Linked DNA regions of Mus musculus: region 1 is linked to region 2. The links are chromatin contacts, called in public HiChIP or PLAC-seq maps. All regions are on one chromosome and are shown on one strand. The core of a region is the stretch at or near the end of the contact, and the rest is flanking DNA. Distances in the headings are between cores, read along the strand shown. Region 1 overlaps Srebf2 (sterol regulatory element binding factor 2). Region 2 holds the start of Snu13 (SNU13 homolog, small nuclear ribonucleoprotein (U4/U6.U5)).

Region 1 (5,774 bases), core at 1,497-3,996, 140 kb before region 2:
AGCCCTGTCCTTCCACCTCCACGACTTGCCCTCTGCCCCCTCCCACACACAACCAGGATGTGAACGAAAGTAGGATTCATCTTTCTGAGGCTGCTTGACTTTAATTTCCAGATCCATCCACTATTTTTTCAAATTTCATAATTTTGTTTTCCTTTATAGCTGAAAACACACACGCACGCACACACACACACACACACACACACACACACACCCCTCTTCATCCCTTCATTACTCTACCAACGTCTGTCGAGAGATCTCTCTAGTTCTCTAAAAAAGGACACTGGGTATATACCTTTCTTTAATATATACCAGTATATATACCAGTATATACTGGGCATATACCTTTCTTTAATCCCAGTACTCAGGAGGCAGGGCAGGTGGATCCCTACCAGATCAGCTTGGTCTACAGAGTGGGTTCCAAGACAGGCTCAGCTACATAGTTGTCTCAAACCTTGTCTCAAAACCAAACCAAACCAAACCAAACCAAACCAAACCAAACCAAAGGGATGTTAAAAGTGTCTGGAAATGAAACCACCAGTGCATAGCCAGGACAACACTGTTTCTGGGGCCCCAGTGTAAGACAAACGCAAGAACATCGCTGTCTGTTGGTTATTAGAAATTCTTTTCTCCCCAACCCTGGCCCCAATTCCGTCTTTTTTGAGTGATAATATCTCCACTCTATAGCTCACGATTTCTGATCTATAAACCTACTCAATCGGAACAGGGGGCCGAGCAGAGGTGGACGGGAAGGAAGACACATAGCTGGAGCCCCAGGAGTCCGCCACAGGGGCTGCTGGTCTGGGAACTTCCTTCTCCAGCGTAGGCACTGCCTCTAATGAGGGCATCTATCTCGGGGTCTGGGAGGCTGATGGTTCTGACCTTTAATAGACTTTAAGCAGCAATCAGCTAATGTAACAGTTTCAGAAAACTTGAATGCCAGAGTCAGAAATAGCACAGCCACTCGAGGATGCGCTGGGGAGGCTCTGAAGGGGACCACGGGGACAGCCGCCTGACGGGAGAAAGCTGACTGGCCTATAGACACACTCACTGGCAGTGTCATGGCAGCCTATAGGACCAGGACAGCATTTCACTTAGATTCACAGAAACAGTGACAGTCTCCTATTTACCACCCAGCCTTGGGAACAGGGTACTGTGATACCCAATACCTAAGAACCTGTGACCTGCTATGACCTTCAAAGTGCTCACCGAGCTCCTCGGCGGTGGGACAACACAGGCTGTGTGTGTGTGTGTGTGTGTGTGTGTGTGTGTGTGTGTATACATGTGTAATTCCAGGGCTTCGTGTACCCAGAATCTTCTAATAATTGAGTCCAACCCTCTCCAGGTCATAGGCCTGGTTAGCAAGGAAATATGGTGACTGTTCCAAGGAAAAATAAGGAGTGCTGGCCTCTGTAGGGATCCAAGGGTGATACAGAGAGGTACAAAGGAAGCCTTTCAGGTCCTATGGCAAGAACCCACTGAAGCCATTTAGGAAATTATTAGGTTAAAATATATTTTTAACCTGAGCTCTTTTATTTCAAACATTGAAATCATGGTCTAGACATTAAGAACAACAACAACAAGAGCAACAACAAAAAACCCCTTGGAGACAGCATCTCATTTTGTAGCTCTAGCTGTCCTTGAACTCAGAGATCCAACTGCTCCTGCCTCCTGAATCCTGGGATTAAAAGCATGGCCTCCATGCCTGGTCTGACATTAAATTAAAACATTCTGTGTGTTTGTGCACCATGAATGCAGTACCCACAGAGCCCAGAAGAGGGTGTCAAGAGTCCCTGGAGTCTAAACTTTAAGAAGCATTAGCTGACATGAAGTCTCCCCTTAATGGTTTGAACTAATAAGAAACATAAATCCAAGACAGGCAGCACAACTATAAAGGCTTCTGTATAGGAAACTGAGAATAATTTTTATTGCTCTTTTAATTTTCTTGGCTTTATACTCCAATTATAATACTCCCAGTTTAAAGAAAAAAATACTTTCCCTCTAAATTTTGGAGACACCAGACCTCTCTGAGCTACAGGAGCCTCTCCTGTAGCTCATCTGCTAACTGCCTGGCATGAGAGGCGAGGCAGCTGCCCAGGACTGCTTAGCTCTCGAGAGCTGCCCAGTGTGCCTGGACTGGCTCCAGCCCTCCGTTACAGCTGGCGACTGTGTGCCACGAACCCTAAGTGGCACAGGGAACGCTCACGGGAGCCAAGTGGTACCTGCAATTCCTGCTCTAAGCATGGATACCGGACATCATGTAGACAGATGAAACACAACAGACCGAGGTGCTTCGAGATGCAAAAGCCAGACTACATTACCTTCCTTTAAATAACATTGTATTTTGTGTAAAGCTAATAAGTTTTAGGAAGCTATTTTTTTTGACTGTTTTGTCTTGTTCTAAAAAGCAATTAGCATGTGGAAACCAGCGTGAAACAGGGAATGGGGTGCTGTGTCCAGTTTGAGTCTAAGCCATGGTGGTACATGTCTATGACAGCTACACTTAAGAGGTGGAGGCAAGGTGAGTGTGGTGGCCCACCCCTTTAATCCCAGCACTTGGGAAGCAGAGGCAGGTGGGTGGGTCTCTGTGAGTTTGAGGTGAGCCTGATGTAGGTAGTGAATTCAAGGACCATCAAGGCTAGCTAGAGAGATGCTGTGTGAAAACCAGACCAAACCAGATCAAACCAAACCAGACCAAACCAAAAAGCTAAGGCCAAGGGCTGGAGATGACTCAGCAGTCAAAAGCACTGGGTGATGCTCTTTCAGAGGATGCAAAAGGAGGCTCACAGGCTTGTATGTGGTGCAGCATCTATGCCGACAGAGCACCCAGACACACAAACAAAAGTAAATCTTAAAAATCTGCCTCAAAGGCCTAAAAAAATAAAAGCATTGTCTCCTCTTTCAAACTGCATGTCTGATCGCTCCACAAGCTACTAAACTAATTAAGACATAAATACTTCGTAGGTTACTGGAACCACTAACAACTAAACAAACAGAACCAAAACGCCAGCTCTTTGCCTCTTTTTTTTTTCCTTTCCTTTCCCCCCACACGCCCCCCTCCCCCCAAGGTTTCTCTGTGTAGTACTGGCTATCCTGAAGCTCGCTCTATAGATCAGGCTGGCCTTGAATTCAGAGACCCACCTGCCTCCCTGGCCTGTCTGCAACTCTTTTTTTTCTTTTTCAATTTTTATTTAAATGTATGAGTGCTCTGCTGCATATACATCCACAGGCCAGAAGAGGGCGTCAGGCCCCATTACAGATGGTTGTGAGTCACCATGTGGGTGCTGGGAATTGAACTCAGGATCTCTGGGAGAGCAGACAGGGTTCGTAACTGCTGAGCCATCTCTCCAGCCCCTTGTCTGCAACTCTTAACCCAGCTGCTCCAAAAGGGAGTGGACAGAAAGGGGCAGGCACAACAGATGCCCGCCACTGTTTGCCACCTTACTGGCAGTGCACACTGGGCAACCCTGCTAAAGTCTCAGGTGTTTACCCCTTTGCCCCAGCAGAGCCATCACTAGACACTTAGAATGAGGGTGTGTTCACAGCGGTGGGTGACAATTAAAAACATTTCCTTTCTGCAGTGGTTTGTAGCAAATACAGGAAGTGCTCCTAACAGCCTCACGTGAGTGCCAGCCACCTCTGCAAAACAAGATGCCCAAGATCTCTCGCTAGGTTAAAAAACTGAAGGGAAAACCAAGGTTTAAGGTCTAAGCAGCCACCTGGAGTGGATGAGGCATCTGTCCTATGTGCTGGAGGACTGCCAGGGAACTACATATGAAACTGCTGAGTATAGATGAGGCACACAACGCCTTCGGGGGGAGCTGCAGGCAAGGGTGATTTTCTTTCCTTCCTGCTTTGTGATAAGGTCTGCCATGTTGCCCAGATTAGCTTTGGACTTACTTCTAGGCACAAGGGATCTTCCTGCTGCAACCTCCCAAATTCAACAAGGTGTGCCCCAGTCACCAGCTTTTAGAGCCACCTCAGTGGAGCCATCTCCCTGAACCTCAGCCCGTGTGCTGAAGTCAGGCTGAGAGCTCTTCTGTAAGGCAGCTGCATCTCAGCAATGATGGCGCCTAATGAAGCTAAGTGGGGCTTTGGGGTGACACAATGGTCCTGTCTTTGAGCTTACCCACATGTCTTTCTGCAAGCCTGAACCCGCCTGGGTGTCCTGCCAGTTAACACATTTTTCTCTACTATCTGCTCCGGAGTGCCTGGTCCAGAACAGGAGTAAAATAAAATATGCTGGATAAGTCAACCGATGCATGTCTCATTTATTTATAAAAGCGGAGGGGAGAGTTAGTTTCCTTACGCCCTGTCACGTAGACTACCATGATACACTTGTGGCAAAAGATCAGCGTTACCACACACATGTTCTCCGTCTGTTCTCAGAGTATCACCTCCATTACCAAGTGGTGACAGGCAGAGATAAAATATTCCAGTGTGTTCAGTTATCTATGCAAAGTGGGGCACTGAGGGAAATGTGGCTCTCTCTGCTGGAGTAAGAGAAAGCCCGAGGTCAGCAGATGTTGTGAACCAGCGATAGTGAGGGTTGGGAATTAGCCAGCTGTGAACAACCAGCGCAGGCCCCGTCCTGTGCCAGGCGACGAGGGAAGCACTCCCTAACTTCCCACCTCGCAGCTGCCCTGCGAGCTCTGCAGAGCGCTGCTCTTTGTTATTTGTGGATCTATAGTCCCGAGATCAATCAATACAAGGTATTCCCTCAAAACAGTCTGTAGATAAACAGACAGGAGATGTAATAAGACTCTGAAAATGAGTTACACATGAATCCCACGGGGGTGGGGGGGTGGAGAGACAGATAGACAGACAGACATGCTGTGTATTTCTATGAACTGAGGCTTTTACTTCAGTGCACCAGAATGTCCCCGTAAGGCTCTCTGCCTGAAAAGCCCAGCAAGGGGGACATCTTGCTGCATTTTCTTCATCACTCTTTGCCTTTGTGGAAGAACAAGTGACCCCCCCCCCCAAATCCTTCAAGTGGCAGGGTGCATTCTGCTTTTAGGCCCAGGATGGGAAAGCACTCAGGGAAACATTATGGCCTGACTGCAAAATGTCACCCATAGGCTCGTGTGTCTGAATACTTGGTCCCCAGCTGGTGGTCCCCAATTTGGGGAGCTGTGGAACTTTTTGGCCATGGTATAATTGGGAATTATATAGGGATACAGAGGTCACTATGAGGGGTGTAGGCTGGCCCCTGTTCCTGGTTTATCTGATTCCTAACTGCTACTGCAGTGTAATTAGGCATGGCCTGTCGCTGCTGCCACACCCTCTCTGCCTTGATGGACCATACCCTTTCCAAAAGCTACTTTACCACAGGGACGGGGGAAAGTAAGCCAATAATACAGGAACTGAACAGTACTCACAGCCAAGAAGCCCAGCTTGCCTCCACAGCGGGTCTTGAGCCCCATGGCCGCTGTCAGGTGGATCTCAATCAGTGTGCTTGGTAGGATTTTCTCCTCCGCACACTCGGCCAGGTTCACAGCACACAGAGCCATGTGCACATCTGAACAGGCAGATCCCGCCGGAAGCTTCCCTAGGGCGGGCAGAAACAGACACTCATGTCAACAGTCTCCAAGACGACAGTCTCATTGCCTCTCCAGTACAATCATTAACAGCGATTGTAAACCGTCACCTACAGACTCAGGGGTTTTAGCACGGGGTCTGCACTTGGTGGCACTCCCCACCTGGGCAGACTGTGTTGCCTTTATAAGGTGGGCCTAGGTGACAGATGGGAGCTATTGGGGCGGGCCTTTGAGGAC
Region 2 (5,315 bases), core at 2,337-4,836:
TAAATCACTTTGTATTATATTTCTATAATAAAAAGCCCCAGACAGGATTCTTTGGAAAAGAGTATATTTTGGCTCATAGTGCTGGCCTTCTGGCTGGCAGAGTGTCAAGATGGCACAGAGCACCATACGGCAAGGGACAGTGGAAATACATATGTACAAATGTCTTCTCATTGTATACATCCATGAGAATACAGCTTATGCTCATAATCCCAGCACTTGGCAGGCCAAGGGAAAATCACTGTAAATCCGTGGCCAGCCTGGGCTACGTAGTAAGTTCTAAGCCAATGTTTTCTAGAATAAGACCCTGTCTCAAAAACAGGGAAAAACAAAACAAAACAAACAAACAAAAACCCTAGGGTGTGGAGAGATGGCTCAGAATTTCAGAGTACTTGCTGCTCTTAACCAGGACCTGGGTTCAGTCCCCAGCACCACATACCACCACACACCTTTAATCCCAGAACTCAGGAGGCAGAGGCAGGTGGATCTCTATGAGTTCAGTCAGCCTGGTCTACATAGGACTCCTAGGCATCTAGTGAGTTCTAAGCCAGCAAGATTACACTGGGAGACTCTGTCTCAAAAATGAACAACAAAGCCGGGCGGTGGTGGTGCACGCCTTTAATCCCAGCACTTGGGAGGCAGAGGCAGGCGGATTTCTGAGTTCGAGGCCAGCCTGGTCTACAGAGTGAGTTCCAAGACAGCCAGGGCTACACAGAGAAACCCTGTCTCGAAAACAAAACAAAACAAAACAAAAACAAAAAAGACAAAATGAATAAATTAAACCACCAGGATCCAATCACAAGGGCTCTACTCTGACCTAATGGGCTGCAGGATCTTAATCACTTCCCAAAGACCCCACCTTTAAGCCCTAAAATCAGATGGTAACCTACCCTCTTAGTTATACTTTTTGTTTTTCTGAGGCAAGGTCTCACGTAGCCCAGACTGACCTTCTATTCGTTGGGTAATGAGGATGACCTTAAACTTCTGACCCTCCTGAGCGATGGAGTTCTAGGTGTAACACGCCGGCTCCTCTTAATACTATCAGCATGATTTTAGGAATCAAATTTCTGTATGAATTCAGGGATATAAGACATACTCAAGCCATAGCATATTCTTAACAAGATAGTGATTGGCAGAAATGGTGAACAAACTGGCATGTGCTCAGTAAAGCAAAAGGAAGGAAGAACTAAAACCTGGGGGGGGGGGTGCAGAATGTGGATGGATGAGAAACCAGTAAGTCACAACAAGTATGTAGGACACATTTCTAAAATAAACTGGTTTCCAGAATATGTCAGCAGCTATTTAGTTGCTAACAAATTAGAAAAGGACGGGATGATTCTGAAAAAGAAAAAAAAAAACCCTCAGGGAACAGAATTAACTAGATAATTAGGTGGGGTGTTGATAGACTACCATGATCGTGAAAACAGCATGTCCTGTCTGGAGTAGTGGCACAAAGGCCTGGAATTCCAGCACTTTAGAGGTGGAGGCAAGGGGATTCCAAGTTCACAGAGAATCAGGAGCTTATTCAGAACAAGTTCAAGGGCAGCCTGGGAAACATAAGTCTCATCTTAAAGCAAAACATCCTAAATTAGAGAGAGAGGAGAGAGAGACAGAGGAGAGAGAGACAGAGACGGAGACAGAGGGAGAGAGAGAGAGAGACTTCCTTTGGTATTGGAACCACTGGTAAGGTATCCATGCTACCATAAGCACCCCTTAATGAAACCCATTGGGTCATAATAAAGAAAAGCATGCATGGTAGAACAAGCCTGGAATCCCAGCACTCAGGCAGCAGAGGCAGAGGCAGGTGGATCTCTGAGTTCAAGGCCAGCCTGGACTACAGAGTGAGTTCCAGGACAATCAGGGCTACACAAAGAAATCCTGTCTCAGAAAAAGAAAGGAGAGGAGAGGAGGGGAGGGGAGGGGAGAGGAGGGGTTTCTTTTGAAACAGGGTTTTTCTGTCACCACTGCCAGGCGAACTAAATTATCTACTCAGTCCCCAGAAATTCTTTTATCCCACTCACTCCCTTTTGAAACTGGGCTCTTTCATGTTCTTCCGTGAATTTGTGTTGACACCCCACTACATTTTGGAAACAGGGTTTCTCTGTGTAGCCCTGGCTGTCCTGGAACTTACTCTGTAGACCAGGCTGGCCTTGAACTCACAGAGATCTGCCTGCCTCTGCCACCCAAGTGCTGGGATCAAAGGCATGCGCCACCATTGCCCTGATCAATATTCTTAAAAAGTGTCTCTTATGTGTGATTGTTTGCCTGCATGCAAGTCTGTGCATCACAGTGCCCATGGATGCTAGAAGAGGCAGTTGAATCTTTCTGTAACTGGAGTCACAAGTGTTGTCAGTTGCCATGTGGGTGTTGGGAATTGAACCCATATCCTATAGAAGAGCAGCCAGTGTGCTGAACCAGGGAGGCATCTCGCCAGTCTCTAGAAATGTTCCCTCCTGTTGGCAGTTTGAATCCATGTGGTTGCCTGACCCCCAATGCTAAAAATCTCAAGGTCCGGTTTTAGCTTTGCCACTGTTTGATTCCTGACAGTGGGCAGGCTTCCCTTCTTTACACTTTGTTCTCATCTGTAAAAATGAGGAACTATTTTGTAAGGCTCTTAAAGGTCCTCCCAGTTCTCAGCTCTACAGTTGTGACACAATGAGCTGAAATTGGCTCTAATGGTGGGGTCTGGGCTAGATCCAAATAGCCCCAAGATGTGTTTGGCATCATGTTGGAAAAGACTGAGAAGCCACGAGGATCACGGAAGAGCTCATGGGAGGGAGCGCTAGACTTGAGTTTATCCTTTCATAACGAAGTTTTGGTGCATCACTAAGAAAGGGGCAAGATGCTCAGAAGAAGGAAGCAGGTGTCCTACATAATTACTCCAAACACAACCTCCCTGTCATTCACTAACTAGCCCCCTAGTCCAATGGCTCTTGACCTACCCATTGCTGCAGCTCTTTAATACAGTTCATGTTGTGGTGACCCCCAACCATAAAATTACTTTCGTTGCTACTTCATAACTGTAATCTTGCTACTGTTATGAATCGTGTCTTCCGATGGTCTTCGGCGGCCCCTGGGAAAGGGTCTTTTGACACACACTCCCCAAGAGACTCACAACCACTGCATTATTCCAGCTAATTGTAGAAATCAACCTCCGCCTGAGAGGATGGTTTTGAAAAGGGTACACTATGTACTCAGAAAAAAAAAAAAAAAAAAAAAAAAAAAAAAAGCCTGGCGTGGTGGCGCATGCCTTTAATCCCTGCACTTGGGAGGCAGAGGCAGGTGGATTTCTGAGTTCGAGGGCAGCCTGGTCTACAAAGCGAGTTCCAGGACAGCCAGGGCTGCACAGAGAAACCCTGTCTCGAAAAAAAAAAAAAAGCCTGGTTATGAAATGGCAACCCTCACAACCCGTTGTACTAGTGTGCCACTTCCCGAGTGGTTTATTCACAATCTTTTGCCGATCCTAACTAGAACGCTAATAAAATCTGAAAAAACGCATCTCCCACATCCAAAGATGACTTCAGCACTCTCTTCTTCCGGGAAGGGGGCGGGACGCCGTCATTGCGCGCGCTCTGTGGCGTCACTTCCGCTTCCTGCCGCTTCTGAAGTGATTTCCGCTCCTTTTTCCTGCGCGGCGTTTCAGTCCCTCTTGAGTTGGGCTGTCGTCGAGTCGCGGCGAGACCGGCGCACCGCAGCCATGGTGAGTGAGCGCGGCGGGCCGCAAGCACGGGGAGCGCGGGCCGCGGGCCCTGTTCGCTGCGTCTTGGGGGAGGTGGAGCGCGTGCGACATGTCGCCCGCCCCGAGATGGCCGACCTCCAGGCCCGGGGCTGGAACTCCGGCGGCCCGCGAGGTCGTTCCTGGGGCGGCGGAGTGGAGATCCCGGGCAGCTGAGGTCCCAGGTCGCTGCGGCCCGGTGGGCTTTGCAGCCGTGGGCGTGCCCAGAGGCCGCGGCGAGGGGACAGGCATGGCGCAGCGTGGGAAAATGAGCGCCCCACGTGGGATGGTGAACGCGTGTGGAAGCCCGTCTGTTCTCCTTCTCGTTTTCTTTCTCTTTTCTTTTTAAACACTGGGGGATGAGGTGAAATCCCGGGATGCGAGGCACTCACTACCCACGTCTTCTCCACTCCCGGGGTTGAGGAAGGGGATCGCCGTGGGGTCCGCAGCCAGGGTCTGTCGGGAACTAAGACTTAGGGAATTCGGGGGCGCTTTTTGGTTTAGTTTGTTTTTAGGGGCTCATGGAGCCCTGGTTGGCCTTGGAACTCTGTAAACTAAGCTGGCCTTGAGCTCTCAAGAGATCTGCCTCACCAGTGCTGGGATTAAAGGCGCGTACCATCGCGCCCTCCGGACTAGGTAACCACCACCACCCCACCCTCGCCTCCTTTTTTAAATTTGGGGTCACATGGAATGTGAAGGAAGCTCAGGAAAGGCTCCCACCATGAGAGCGACCGACGCCTTCAGAAATCCGTGGTCCTGGTAGCCCCACGTGGGATGATAGCGTTTGAGCGTCTCCACTTTGTGATGGTGTACAGGGCTCCGTTTGGCTGAGCCCTTTCAGGCCTGGTGCGATTTCATCCAGCCCTTGGGTGGTCGGCTTTGTTTTCGTGCTCCCACCCCTGAGGTTTAGCAACTACTGACCGAGTCTAGAGTTTGAGAGAGAGAGAGTGGCTGAGCCAGTGTTGAACCAGGGAAGAGTTTTGAAGTGCGGTGCTCTTGGTGAACTCTGCAGCAGTTTGTCTAGGCTGGGAAGTGGGGACAACGGGTCGCTTGTAGCAGGCGGAGTACAAACATGCATCGCTTAAGGACGGGCGAGTTCTGGCTTTGGACATGAGATCTCCCTGCCTTGGCCGGCCTCCAGAATGCTGGGCTTACAGGTGTGTGCCACTACACCAAGGCTGGTCAGTCATCATTCTTGGATCCTCCTGATTAGACCAGGAGGCTGCTGCCATAGCAGATGTACTGCTTGCAGTAACGTTTCTCTAATACACAAAACCAGGAAATATAGACTAGTAACAGAGCAGTAACATCAAACACTACATAATTCGATGTACCACCGATTACAACTATCCTACAGTTGATGAGTTTACAACATTAATAAGGTGTTTAGCTAGAACTTAAGGCTGCTAGTATCACTGGCTTCTTTTCAGCTCTGTTGGAATTTTAGGTTAAACATGCCCTTGTTGACAGAGTCATTTTTAGGCACTATTTGTCAAATCAAAAATCTTGTATGTTTCACTGTCAGGTAGATGCGGGGACCAAATTGATTAAGCCTAGGGATTTAAGTTTGCTAGCCTGGGCTTTTTAGCCAGCCTTGTCTCCA

What was found. HiChIP or PLAC-seq counts read pairs in DNA pulled down with a chosen protein or histone mark.
Region 1: a contact with region 2 is called in an H3K4me3 HiChIP or PLAC-seq map of embryonic stem cells, with 29 read pairs. The contact joins the enhancer-like site here to the promoter of Snu13 in region 2. A contact is called at or near these places in 8 of 39 promoter capture datasets (the C10 cell line, the HPC-7 cell line, cranial neural crest and 5 more), 4 of 484 Hi-C or Micro-C datasets (B cells, granulocyte-monocyte progenitors, myeloid progenitors and 1 more), 13 of 115 datasets of contacts at active chromatin or transcription factors (the 230-238 cell line, the SCID.adh cell line, bone marrow-derived macrophages and 6 more) and 5 of 9 other capture datasets (adipose tissue, embryonic stem cells, liver and 2 more).

Annotation. Positions count from the first base shown.
Region 1 is chr15:82,185,038-82,190,811 of GRCm38.p6, reverse strand. It overlaps Srebf2 (sterol regulatory element binding factor 2), which reads right to left. Exons shown (of 19, transcript NM_033218.1): 11 at 5,379-5,548. Among named protein-coding and RNA genes, the nearest start is that of Mir33, 10 kb to the left of the region's middle. Within about 2 kb of position 2,746, at least 43 of the 459 cell types and tissues checked have an H3K27ac peak or open chromatin away from gene starts, as enhancers often do. A contact at or near this core is called in the HPC-7 cell line, embryonic stem cells, memory CD8 T cells and 1 more, where this site is marked.
Region 2 is chr15:82,045,869-82,051,183 of GRCm38.p6, reverse strand. Snu13 (SNU13 homolog, small nuclear ribonucleoprotein (U4/U6.U5)) reads left to right here and starts at 3,586. Exons shown (of 3, transcript NM_011482.4): 1 at 3,586-3,697. The coding sequence starts at 3,695.